2 separate regions of the Bos taurus genome follow, and region 1 is linked to region 2. A link is a contact called in public Hi-C data. All regions are on one chromosome and are shown on one strand. The core of a region is the stretch at or near the end of the contact, and the rest is flanking DNA. Distances in the headings are between cores, read along the strand shown. Region 1 overlaps TIMP2 (TIMP metallopeptidase inhibitor 2). Region 2 holds the start of TIMP2 (TIMP metallopeptidase inhibitor 2).

Region 1 (6,046 bases), core at 947-3,446, 49 kb before region 2:
GGTGCAAACCTTCAGGGAGCTCAAAGAAAAAGGTGGAACTTGTTTTTTATTAACTTCACCTTAGGCACGGGGGAGTTTGCTAGACTTACAAGTAGTTGTGAGTCAGAATTCACACTATGAATGAGCTAAGGGGTGGGCTATCGAGGATCTACCAGGATGGGCAGAAGGCCACACAAGCAGTGTGAACGGGCACAGGCCAATCTCTGGGCCACACCGCGCCCAGACTCACACGCTGTGCTGGGGTTGGGGGAGGGGCGGCGGGGACCGAGGGACGTTAGGAGACAACAAAATGGGACCCTGGGGGCCACGGAGATCTCACCGTCTATGCCGCATCTGAGCATTAGCACTGCTGTGACTGTGCCTGGCACCGCCTCTGGGGCGCTTTCAAGAAGAAAGGCAGGGGCTTCAGGGGTTCTCATCACACAGACCCCATGTTTACATGGACCTATGCGTGGAAATGGCTGGTACACTGGCAAAACCATAACACCTGGGATGTTCTTTCACAAGGCACGCCAAGTCTCTGCACTTGTACGTTTGTAGAAAGACACTCCTAAGGCCCATGTTCTGCTCACGAAACTCCTCCTGCTAGAAGGCTCCCTTCCTAGAAGCTACAGCCCACGTGGTCAGATTCCCCTTACCTCCCCAAAGTCCCTGGACGGACACCCTCACCTGTGGGCAAGGTGTGTCATACCTCCCCAGAGCCCTGTCCTGAGTCAGGACCCTGTGGATTGAGAGGCCCTGGGAAAGTGGCATCAAAGCCCGGCAGTCCACCTGGAGGAGGTGGCGGCGGCTTACCTTGCACTCACAGCCCATCTGGTACCTGTGGTTCAGGCTCTTCTTCTGGGTGGCACTCAGGGTGTCCCAGGGCACGATGAAGTCACAGAGGGTGATATGCATATTGCCATTCCCCTCGGCCTTCCCTGAGGAGACAGGGGTCACCAAGCTCAGAACGAAATTACACGTTCTCTTTTTCCTGCATCTGGATGAGGCTCAGGCATGGGGAGGGTTAGTTCTGACAGTACCCTGAGGCGTAGACTATTTTGTGTCCCCTCCAAAACTCTGAGGTTAAAGTCCTGACCCTGGCACCTTAGGATGTGTGACTCTATTGGGAGACAAGGTCTTTAAAGAATTGATTAAAATGAGGTCATTAGGATGAGTCTGAATCCAGTAGGTCCCCTTGTAAGAGGAAGAGATTAGGACACAGACACACAGGGATGACCACATGGGAACACAGGGAGAAACTGGCCATCTACAAACCATGGAGAGTGGTCTCAGAAGAAACCAACTCTGTCAACATCTTAATCTTGAACTTCCAGCCTCCAAAATCGTGAGAAAATACATTTCTACTGCTTAAGGCCTCCAGTCCGCGGTTTTTGTTATAGCAGCCTGAGAAGACTCATACACCATGGAATATTTATTCTGAGTATAACAATGCAAGCTCACTGTAGAAAACTTATGAAAGTAACTTTTTAAAGCGTCTCTCTTTTCATTACCTAGCGCTAACATTCTGATGCATTTCCTTCCAATATTCTTTTATGCACATGTATTCAAGTGAAAAACGTCACTATTGTATGCAGATTATATTGTTTCCTGTTTGTTTTTTTTTTTTCCACCAAATATTTATTCACAAGCCTTTCCTCCATTTGATGTTGAACTTGTAATTCTGGGTGGTCCCATTATGAACAATAAGAGCAGAATTTTATAAAATCAGCAATCTGCCCTAAATTCCCTGTATTGAGCATGATGAGACGCTTGATAAGACTCTGTTCGCACCTTAGACTCCTAACTCAGCCCCCTTCCTCCCTTTGTGAAGAGTTCTCACTGGTGACAGCCCAGGCATTAGCAGAGCAGAAGAAAAAGACAGACCAGTGTATTCTGGTGAATGACAGGACCTAATGAGGGCCGGGGAGGTTGTCTAAAATCTTGTCTTTCCTGTTACAATGGCACCTTGTCAAGAGACACAGATGCCCAGTGATGACACCGGAGCCTGGCAGAGAGTGACACGCGCCTCCCCGAGAGGCAGACAGGAGCCCCGGGCTGCACCCTGGGCATCTTGGCTTGACAAAGCTGCAGTGCGTCCAGCTTAATGATCTCAGGCACAGCCCTGGCCACCAACAATCGCTAACAGAAATACAGCTCAAGGAAGTGCTGACGCAGCTAGCTTATCCACTACATCCCGTCAGGAGGAAGTGAAACAGAAACCTGTCATCAGGGGAAAGACACCGGCTTGCCTGAGGCTGCAAGTTGCACCAATGACACCCTTTGTGCTGGGCGGGTGGCAGGCAGCACTCCCCAGGTGTGAATTCTCCTGCTCTTCTTTCTGTCTTAACCACGCCTCTAACCTTCAAGCCTTCTATTTTTTTCTTGGACTTGTCTGACATTTCAGGTAAAGAAAAGGATCAAGAAGCAGGAGGACTCCTTGATTGCATTCATTCTGATCCTAATAACTAAAAAAAAGATGTATCTGGGTGACCTTAAGCTTCAAAAACAGCTGTAATTTTTTCTAGACCTGAGGCTGAAGCTAATGCTTCAATAATTTGGCCACCTGATGCGAACAGCTGACTCACTGGAAAAGACCCTGATGTTGGGAAAAACTGAAGGCAGAAGGAGAGGAAGGTGACAGAGGATGAGATGGTTGCATGGCATCACCAATTCAACAAACACGAACTTGGGCACACTCCAGGAGATGGTGAGGGACAGGGAGGCCTGGCGTCTGTGGGGTTGCAAAGAGTTGAACGCAACTTGACAACCCAACACACACACACACAGCCATTCTCTAAAGAGTACAGAATAGACAGGGAGCTAAATGGACAATGGCAAATAACTCTTTCCTACATCTTGGTTTCTTCTGGCATTGACCTTGCCCGGCCTGGTCATTCATTAGAGGCAGGCTGAGTACTCATTCCAGTTCCTCTCTCCAAACTTACGTAGCAACTTCCCATGCGTCACGTGACTGGCATCAGTCTACCACATCACATTGTTCTTTGCCTCTCTTGCATATCGTGTTCTTTAATCAGGTCATAAGCACAAAGGGTAATGGTTGTGTCTTAATCATTTTTTATCCATAGTTCCTTGGACAGAATAATGGCTCAGTAAAAGTTTACTGATGATGACGTGGTTATCTGTTCTAACAATGTGTTCCAATATCTTTTTTTTTTTTGCTGTCTTCCTTGTTAAACCTTTTCACCACCGATTCAAGCTTCCACAGAGAGTGAGCAAAGGCAGGGCACGGAGATGAAATGCAGATTTTTTTCTTTTTAAAAAATGTTTATTTATTTATTTTGGGCTGTGCTGGATCTTTGTTGCTGCGTGCGGGTTTTCTGTAGTTGCAGCGAGCAGGGACTACTCTCTAGCTGCAGAGAGTGCACAGGCTTCTCACTGCAGCGCTTTCTTCTGTTACAGAGCACGGGCTTCAAAAGTTGCAGCATGAAGGCTTAGCAGTTGTGGCACATGGGCTTAGTCCTCTGCAGCATATGGGAGCTTCCCGGACCAGGGATAGAACCCATGTCCACTGCATTGCCAGGCAGATTCTTGACCACCGGGGAAGTCTGAAATTGTGTATTTTCAACGGCCCCAGTTCCCAGTTCCCATGAGCTTTTAAATGTCAAGTGTAAATGGTGTAGCATCTCAGAATGTTAAGAAGAGATGCCTTTCGGTAGAGATAATTAAGACTTGATTTGGTACGTGAGCATCTGTCTGCCTTGGAAAAAAAGCAAAGTCTTTCTTGGACACAGAAAAACAGGAATTAATTAAAATTTGTAACTGAGGGTTGTATGTTTACTTTTCTTCCCGGAGATGAGGACTGGAGAAGAAAATGACAGGGCCGAATCTCTAACAGTTCCTGAACACAAGCGTCTCGCGGTGCCAACTCGACATGTGAGGCTGAGTCATCAGCCCAGGAGGAGGTGGGCTGCCCCAAGCTGTGTGGTCACTCGTGGGGCCGCAGCCAGCACCGGCTGAGTGATTTCTGTGCCCCGTGATTCTTGGTTAGCCCGTTGTGACTCCAGGAAAACAAGATCTAGGTTCTGTGCTTCAGAAAGTAAACACCAGATTGAATCCAGAGCCGTCTCACTGAGCCAGGGAACGAAGCCGGCTTAGAGAGGTTCCTCTGTAATGAGGTGAGTCAGCAGCCAGTGGAAGGGCCTTTTATTAATCTTACGCTCCACGGCCAGTCAGGAAACTAAACTGTGCCCCACGTTGCTTGCTTCCGATGTGAAATGTATGGCAGCTTAAGATGACAGCTTCTCATGTGGCACAGGGGGAAAGGATCCCCTCGCTAATGCAGGAGACACAGGAGATGCAGATTCGATCCCTGGGTCGGAAAATCCCTTGGAGAAAGGAATGGCAACCTGCTCCAGTACTCTTGCCTGGAAAATTCCACAGACAGAGAAGCCTGGCGGACTGCAGTCCACGGGGTCGCCAACAGCAGGACACGACTGAGTGTGCTCGCACTAAGGTGACAGGCACACAGTTATCAACTGAGTGCGTCTGCAAACATTTTTAGTTTTCCCTGTAAGTGGAGCTACAATTTGGATGCTTTCTGAAATTTCTGAGATGTGTGTGGCAGTTACTCATGTAACTGTTTTCTCATTCAGCCTGGGGACAACTGAGGGGGCTTGGGTGTGGGAGCAGTTTCACAGGTCACGTACATATTACATGTTAAATAGCCTTTGATGGCAGATATGAATAGCTGAGCTGACACGTGAGTGAAAAGAAATGTTATCAGAGAATGACTGAAATTATGGGGCTTTCTGCGTTTGATTCACCATCTTCCCTTTGGACATGAAGCCTCTCCCTTTCAGAAAAGGGTCTGAGGACAATGGATGTTCCTATCACATCTCCCAAGAGAAAGAAAAGCAACTACCAGCAAAACAGTCATCGCACCACCCTCCACGCCTGTCGTGGATCCACCTTCTTAGCAGCCCCGTGGTTTCCTCGCACTCCAGTGATAAACAGGGCAGGAGGGGACCCAAGCCCCATGCTCCAGAGAGACCTTGCCAGGGCTCCTGACTGCTGGACATAAGCCCTCTCCCTGTCCTGCCCTGGGATCCAGCCAAAGGGCCCTGCGGTCTGGACCACCCATCTCGTGGAATAAAAGAGCAGTGCCACACTCCTCAGGATCTCTGGGCCAAAGGCAGGTTTGACCGCCCGGGAAGGGCCCCAGCAGATGAAAATCATGCCCAGAGGCCACTGTGCAAGGGGGGCGACTGACCTTGGCTGCTAAGGCTCGGCCCTCCTGAGTGTGTGCAGACTGGCTCTTTGGCACCTCTAGAACAAAAGGTCTGCCTTTGACCCAGAGCAGGGCAGGTTCTCAGCCCTGGCTGTGCACTGGACTCCCCTGGGGAACTTTACCAATGCTCTGGGGGTGGAAGCCACCCCCAGAGATGGTGCTTGAATTGGTCTGGGGAGCTGCCTGGGCATCAGGAATTTTGCAAACTCCCTGTGGAATTCCAAGGAGCAGCGGAGGCGGAGGACCACTGGGTTAGGCGTCAGGGCAGCGAGACTTCTAAACCTGGATCAGTGATGGAAGAAGCAGAGTGTGATAGACCCAGGAGTCAGGCTGCTGCTGTTGTGTGGTTGCTCAGTTGTATCCAACTCTCTTGCAGCCCCATGGACTGTAGCCCAACAGGCTCCTCTGTCTGTGGGATTTTCCAGGCAAGAATACTGGAGTGGGTTGCCATTTCCTTCTCCAGGGGATCTTCCTGACCCAGGAATCTAACATTGCCTTGGAAGACAGATTCTGTACCCCTGAGCCACCAAGAGTTATGCTGAAAGTGAAAGTTGCTCAGTTATGTCTGACTCTTTGCAACCCCATGGACTTCTCCAGGCCAAAATACTGGAGCGGGTAGCCTTTCCCTTCTCCAGGGGATCTTCCCAACTCAGGGATCGAACTGAGGTTTCCCCCGTGGCAGTTGGATTCTTTATGAGCTGAGCCACCAGGGAAGCCCAGGGTTAGGCTAGTCAGGGTCTAATTTCTGGCAGCTCCATGGCACCACTCCCTGGCAGTGTGACGCCAGCAGGGATGTGTTGAGAAATGCCTAACCAG
Region 2 (5,244 bases), core at 1,041-3,540:
GAACCTCTGGGCTGGGCTGAGGTGAAAAGTTTTGGCTCTATGATGACTCTGATGCAATGATTGAGACACAAATGCCAGGAGATGCAGGTGGAAGAGAGGGCAACCTACAAAGCAAGAAGGAGCCTTGAGGCATATGGACACTCCTGGACCCTGAAGGACCTGTGCTGCCCTTGATCCAAATCTAAAGCAGAAAACAGCCCCAGCGCTGCCTCAGCTGATGCTGGGCAAGGAGGGGAATGGCTGGCTGGACATCCTCTCTGTGCAGCTGAGGAGTGTGAGGTGGTCCCAAGCCCAACCCCTTCCTGCTCCTAGAATCTTCTAATTCATGGATTCCTTCCAGGCCTGGGCCTGATCCTGCCCCAGAAACACAGCTTCTCTTTCTGCAAGGGGCCTGGACAGGTCTGGACTCCCAGGGAACACCCCTTGGAGGGCCAATCCTGGCTCCCACACTGGCACGAGCTTCTCCTCCCCATGCCAATCTTCCTGAGCAGTGAAGCCAAATTGGTGAGCTTCCCGCAGTTGGGGTGCTGTAGGGAACCACTCTGGGAGCACATGCCGGGCCCCAAGTGCAGGCTGGCGTGAGCTATGTGACTCGCACAGGTAGGATCACCTTAAGACTTCCTGGAGCAGGTGGTGGTGGCAGCTCCAAGGGCCACTTGGGGTGTGGCCAGGAGTCGTGGGGAGATCAGAGCACTATGGCTGACAAGGGGAGAAACCCAGAGACCCCGACTTTGAGCCTGCACAGGTGAGGGCAGCCCAGCCTCCCCACCCCTGGCAACAGGCTGCGGGGCTGGCTGAGACTTAGAAGCAGAAAATAAACCTGTGTGGAAGTGAGAGGGAGCCACAGAGACCCACCTGCTGTACATCTGTCGTCTTGGTGAAACCTGTCCCAGGAAAACCAGGGCAGTGGAGGCCCGCAAGTGACAGAACTAGATGGAAACCTCCAAGGTCAGCTGGTTCTCCCCATTCTGCGGTGCTCTCTCTCCCCACTCTGCCTCCTGCCCCTATGTGGCTCAGAATAACTGGGCTCTCTTTCCCTTGCCAGCTCTCGTATTTGGGGGACAAGGAATCTGGAGGGGAAAGGATATGTGCTGAGGACTCTGGGCAGCCAGACAACCCTACCTGCCATCTCCAGTCACCAAAGCTTGTGTGGATGTCCAGAAAAAGCGGTCCCCACTCAAGGACCATCCTGCCTGTCCCTGCAGAGGTGTGCCTCCTGGGCAGAGCAGGGAAGGAGCCGGCCCTGGGGCTGGGCCCATCTTTCCGGCTGCCCCACTGAGCCCGTGGGGAACCTGCCCAAGGGAGGGACGCTTCCATCCAGCCCCAGCCGGATCTGGTGAACCCCACATGGGGTTGCTGGCAGAGGCCCAGGCGGAGTAGCTCTTCCCCACCCAGCTCCAAGCCCAAAGGAGCCCAAGTCCCATCTCACCTGTGAAAGTTTCTTCCTGGGGTCCCCCGTCCTTCAACCCACCGAGGTCAAGAGGGCCCCTACCCCCGCGCTGTGGCCCCCACTCTCCCCGCCCCCCCTCGCTGGCATCCCGGGGCCCTCCGCCTGCCAAAACCCAATCCGTTCCCTGGCTCCCTTTCTGGGGCTGGAAATGCAGCGGAATTTCGGTGGAATTTTGAGGTTGAGAAGCATCTCGGCAGAGAGGAAAAGAAAGGGAGAGAGGGAATGGGGAAAAAGAAAGTACGATTTTGGTGTCAACTTGCAGGATTCTAGAAAGCACCAAGGCCCCCGGGAGGCGGGCGCTGGGTCCCTCTGCAGGATGCGGGCGGGCGGGGCGCTGGCGAAATCTCGAGGTCCCGCGCGCCCCGCGGGGGCGGTGGGCGCCCGGCCGGGGCGGGGTCGCCGTCCTTACCTATGTCTGCATTGCAAAACGCCTGTTGCGGGTGCACCGGGGAGCAGCTGCAGGCGTCGGCCCGGGGGAGCAGCGTCCCCAGCAGCAGGAGGCAGAACGCGAGCGGCAGGCTGCGGGCCGCGGCGCCCATGGCGGGCGGAGGGGCGGGGGTCGCGGACTCGGGCTAGCCGCCGCCGCCTGGGCTCGGGGCGCTCCCCTCTCGCGCCGGGGCCGCGCTGGTCTGGACGGCACTCCGCGGGCGCGCTCTCCTCTCCGGCCCTCACTCGCCACACAAACTTTCTTGGCTCTAGGTCGCGGGGTGCAGCGAGGAGGGCGCGGGGCGCGGCTGGCGGCGCGGAAGCGAGAGCTGGCTGGGGGGCGGCGAGCGAGCGAGTGCGCGCGCCGCGGACCTGGTCCCGAGTGCTCCACTGCCTTCTATGGATGTGTGCGCTGCGGATGCGGGCCGAGCCGGCCTTTTATTGCGCTCAGAGGCGGTTTGGCTCCGCCCCCCGGTGGCGGGCGGCCAATGCCGGCTCCGGGAGCTCTCGGCCGCCTCCCTCCCAGCGCGCCTCCCGCGCCTCCCGGCCCTCCCCCAAGTCCGGCTTTTGTTGTGCCCAGCCTGGCACGGCCCGGGCTCCCAGCTGCGCACCTGGCTTCCCACCGCTCGGGGCCGCACCCCTGCAGCCTCCCAGATCGCCAGAGGTTGGGGGAGGGAGGACACTGCAGGCAGACAGCGCCCAGTGGACCCTGACTCAGCACTCGGGACTCGCAGTCCACCTCTCCAGGGCACCAGGCGACCCACCCATCACCCCTTCCCCTCCAGCTTGGCGCGGGAGGTGTACACTGCCTGATTCCCTTCCACCCCTGGGATCCCTGCGATTCTGGCCAGGGATTGAGGAAAAGGATGTGCCACTTTGGAGCACAGATCGGATCGTTCTCTGCCGCCCCTCTCCCTTCCCCCTGTGGCTGGGTGGACTCCTGAAACTTACTGAGAACACCTTTTTCAATTAGAGGCCTTAGAATTTTAAGTGCGCTTGGCCAGTAGAGTCAGGGGGCGCGGGGGTGGGGGGGAGTTTGGCGGGGCGGGGGGATGTGGGTACTATGAACAACACAGGATTTCATATAAACTGGCCGTCATTTTGACCAGCCGGCAAGAGTGAGGAGCTGGCCCAGAAGAAAAGAAGGTTGGATGAAGGTGTTTTCTGGGCTCTCCTCCCTTAGCCCACAAATGTGGAAGCTGAAATACTTTATCCAAAACAGTTCTGTGTTCCAGGAAAGGCAGAGGGTCTTAGAGGTGTGGATGGCATGGAAAATGTGACCCCCGGGGATCTCTGTCTGTCTCTGAGCCTCCTCTGTGGTGAGCACTGTTACACCTAGGGCCTCATTCTTGTCATCTAGCCCAGGAGTTGTAAACTGAGAAAATGACACAAACAATCATTGTCCACTCCACTATGTGATGCTGACTTAAGATATGAAACGGGAAAATACTGAAAGAAATTTTAAAAATGGCTGCCTTCTGTTTATGCATGCTTTTGAGCCAGTAGATGGGCACCCCCAGAGTAAATTGATTGGAGATTCGTTCCCTGCGAACTGAAAACCAAGTGGAGAACAGCAGGATAATTAAGAGAGGAGGCTGGGCTCTGCTGTGTCATTCTCATTCTGGAGGTCAGGAGATCTCCCAACCACATAGGCACAGAAAGGTTTGTTGGAGGTCAAAGCGGAGTGATGCTAACCTAATGCCAGGCTACCCATAGGTTTTCCTGGTAGAATCCATCTTGGCTAAGAGATGCATGCGCCCATATAGAAGGATTCTGAGACACACCAAATGTAGACTGTGAAGCAGACAAATCAAAATGATCGGCCAAAGGAAACCAGAAAGAAACGCCCCATTTAAGTGATTTAAATTGCCACAAGGTGCAACTCAGGGACTTTCCCTCTGAGTCTGCCCGTGTCTCTATCCGCACATACCATACTCTTTTTCCTTATGATAAATCCTTTGAGTCACTACTTTCTGTCTTTGTGGGGATTCTCTTCTGCAAAGCTGAAGCGCCAGAGCCTTGTCAATGACCACTGGTCTAGTGGCTAGAACTTGGTACTTTCACTGCTGCGACTTGGCGCCAATCTCTGGCTGGGAACCCAAGCCCCGCTTCAAGCCATTGCAGCCGTGGCCACCCCGGATCACTTGGAAACAGACAACTTAGAGAAAAGTTAAACTGGTAGAGCAGTTATTAATACCTTAGAATCCGGACAATTCCAAAGTCAGTGCTTCACCTTCTGTTTCTGTAAAATAAAGTATCATTTGTGAAATGATGTTTGATGCTAACTTAGTGAGTACAGTTAATGCAGAAAATTATGACAAGTTGGCGGTCTGTGGCCTCTTCTTTCTTTGTTATTGCAGGTAGAACAAAGTGCTGTTGAACTTTACAGAAGCTAAAATCCATTTGTCAGTTTATGAAAGAAATAGATAACCTAGGGGCTTTCAGCCTTTTAGGCAAGGTAGACACATAGATGATCAAGTACACAGAGGATGAGAAGTACATTACAGGTAGGTTGATGGTGGTACAGGAGGGGATTAGGGTCCACGCTGGGCACAAGGCAGGAAAGGAGGTGCCTGGGCTGGCCTTCCTTCCATCAGGAGTGCTTTCTTAAACATCGACAGCAGACACTGTTCAAAGAGTGGGACAGTCAGGCCTCCACGGACAGACAACGATCCCTGGACCAGTGAGACTCCTGAGCTGGTGGAGGAGGAAAGAAATGAAGGGAGAGGAGCCACGGAGGAGACTTTTGAGGGTCTGGGAGGGGATCTCATCTTCTTCTGAGGTCAGAGCTTCTACAGCAGAGGAGCAAAGCAATCCCCTCTGAAAGGATGCTTTCTGTGGTGGGATGGGCAGGAGTGGGGGCAAAGGGTCCACCTTGTGGCTCAGAGATGCAGCAGCCCAGCTGCCTCAGTGGCCCTGTCAAGGCTCTGCCTCCCCATCTACAACATGGGGATAAAAGCCCCTTCCTAATATGTGAACCATGAGCTTCCAGATCTTCAAGCTGGTTTTAGAAAAGGTAGAGGAACCAGAGATCAAATTGCCAACATCTGCTGGATCATCGAAAAAGCAAGAGAGTTCCAGAAAACCATCTATTTCTGTTTTATTGACTAGACGGACCTTTGTTAACAAAGTAATATCTCTGCTTTTTAATGTGCTGTCTAGGTTGATCATAACTTTCCTTCCAAGGAGCAAGCATCTTTTAATTTCATGGCTGCAATCACCATCTGCAGTGATTTTGGAGCCCAGAAAAATAAAGTCAGACACGGTTTCCACTGTTTCCCCATCTATTTGCCATGAAGTGATGGGACCGGATGCCATGATCTTCGTTTTCTGAATGTTGAGCTTTAAGCCAACTTTTTCACTCTCCT

What was found. Hi-C and Micro-C count contacts between places; a contact is called where the count stands out from the background.
Region 1: a contact with region 2 is called in a Hi-C map of an unstated tissue, with 2.1 times the contacts expected there. The contact joins the enhancer-like site here to the promoter of TIMP2 in region 2.

What each region holds. Positions count from the first base shown.
Region 1 is chr19:53,505,576-53,511,621 of ARS-UCD2.0, reverse strand. It overlaps TIMP2 (TIMP metallopeptidase inhibitor 2), which reads right to left. Exons shown (of 5, transcript NM_174472.4): 4 at 796-920. Among named protein-coding and RNA genes, the nearest start is that of USP36, 14 kb to the left of the region's middle. Within about 2 kb of position 2,196, at least 39 of the 102 cell types and tissues checked have an H3K27ac peak or open chromatin away from gene starts, as enhancers often do.
Region 2 is chr19:53,457,881-53,463,124 of ARS-UCD2.0, reverse strand. It overlaps TIMP2 (TIMP metallopeptidase inhibitor 2), which reads right to left and starts at 2,290. Exons shown (of 5, transcript NM_174472.4): 1 at 1,860-2,290. The coding sequence starts at 1,989.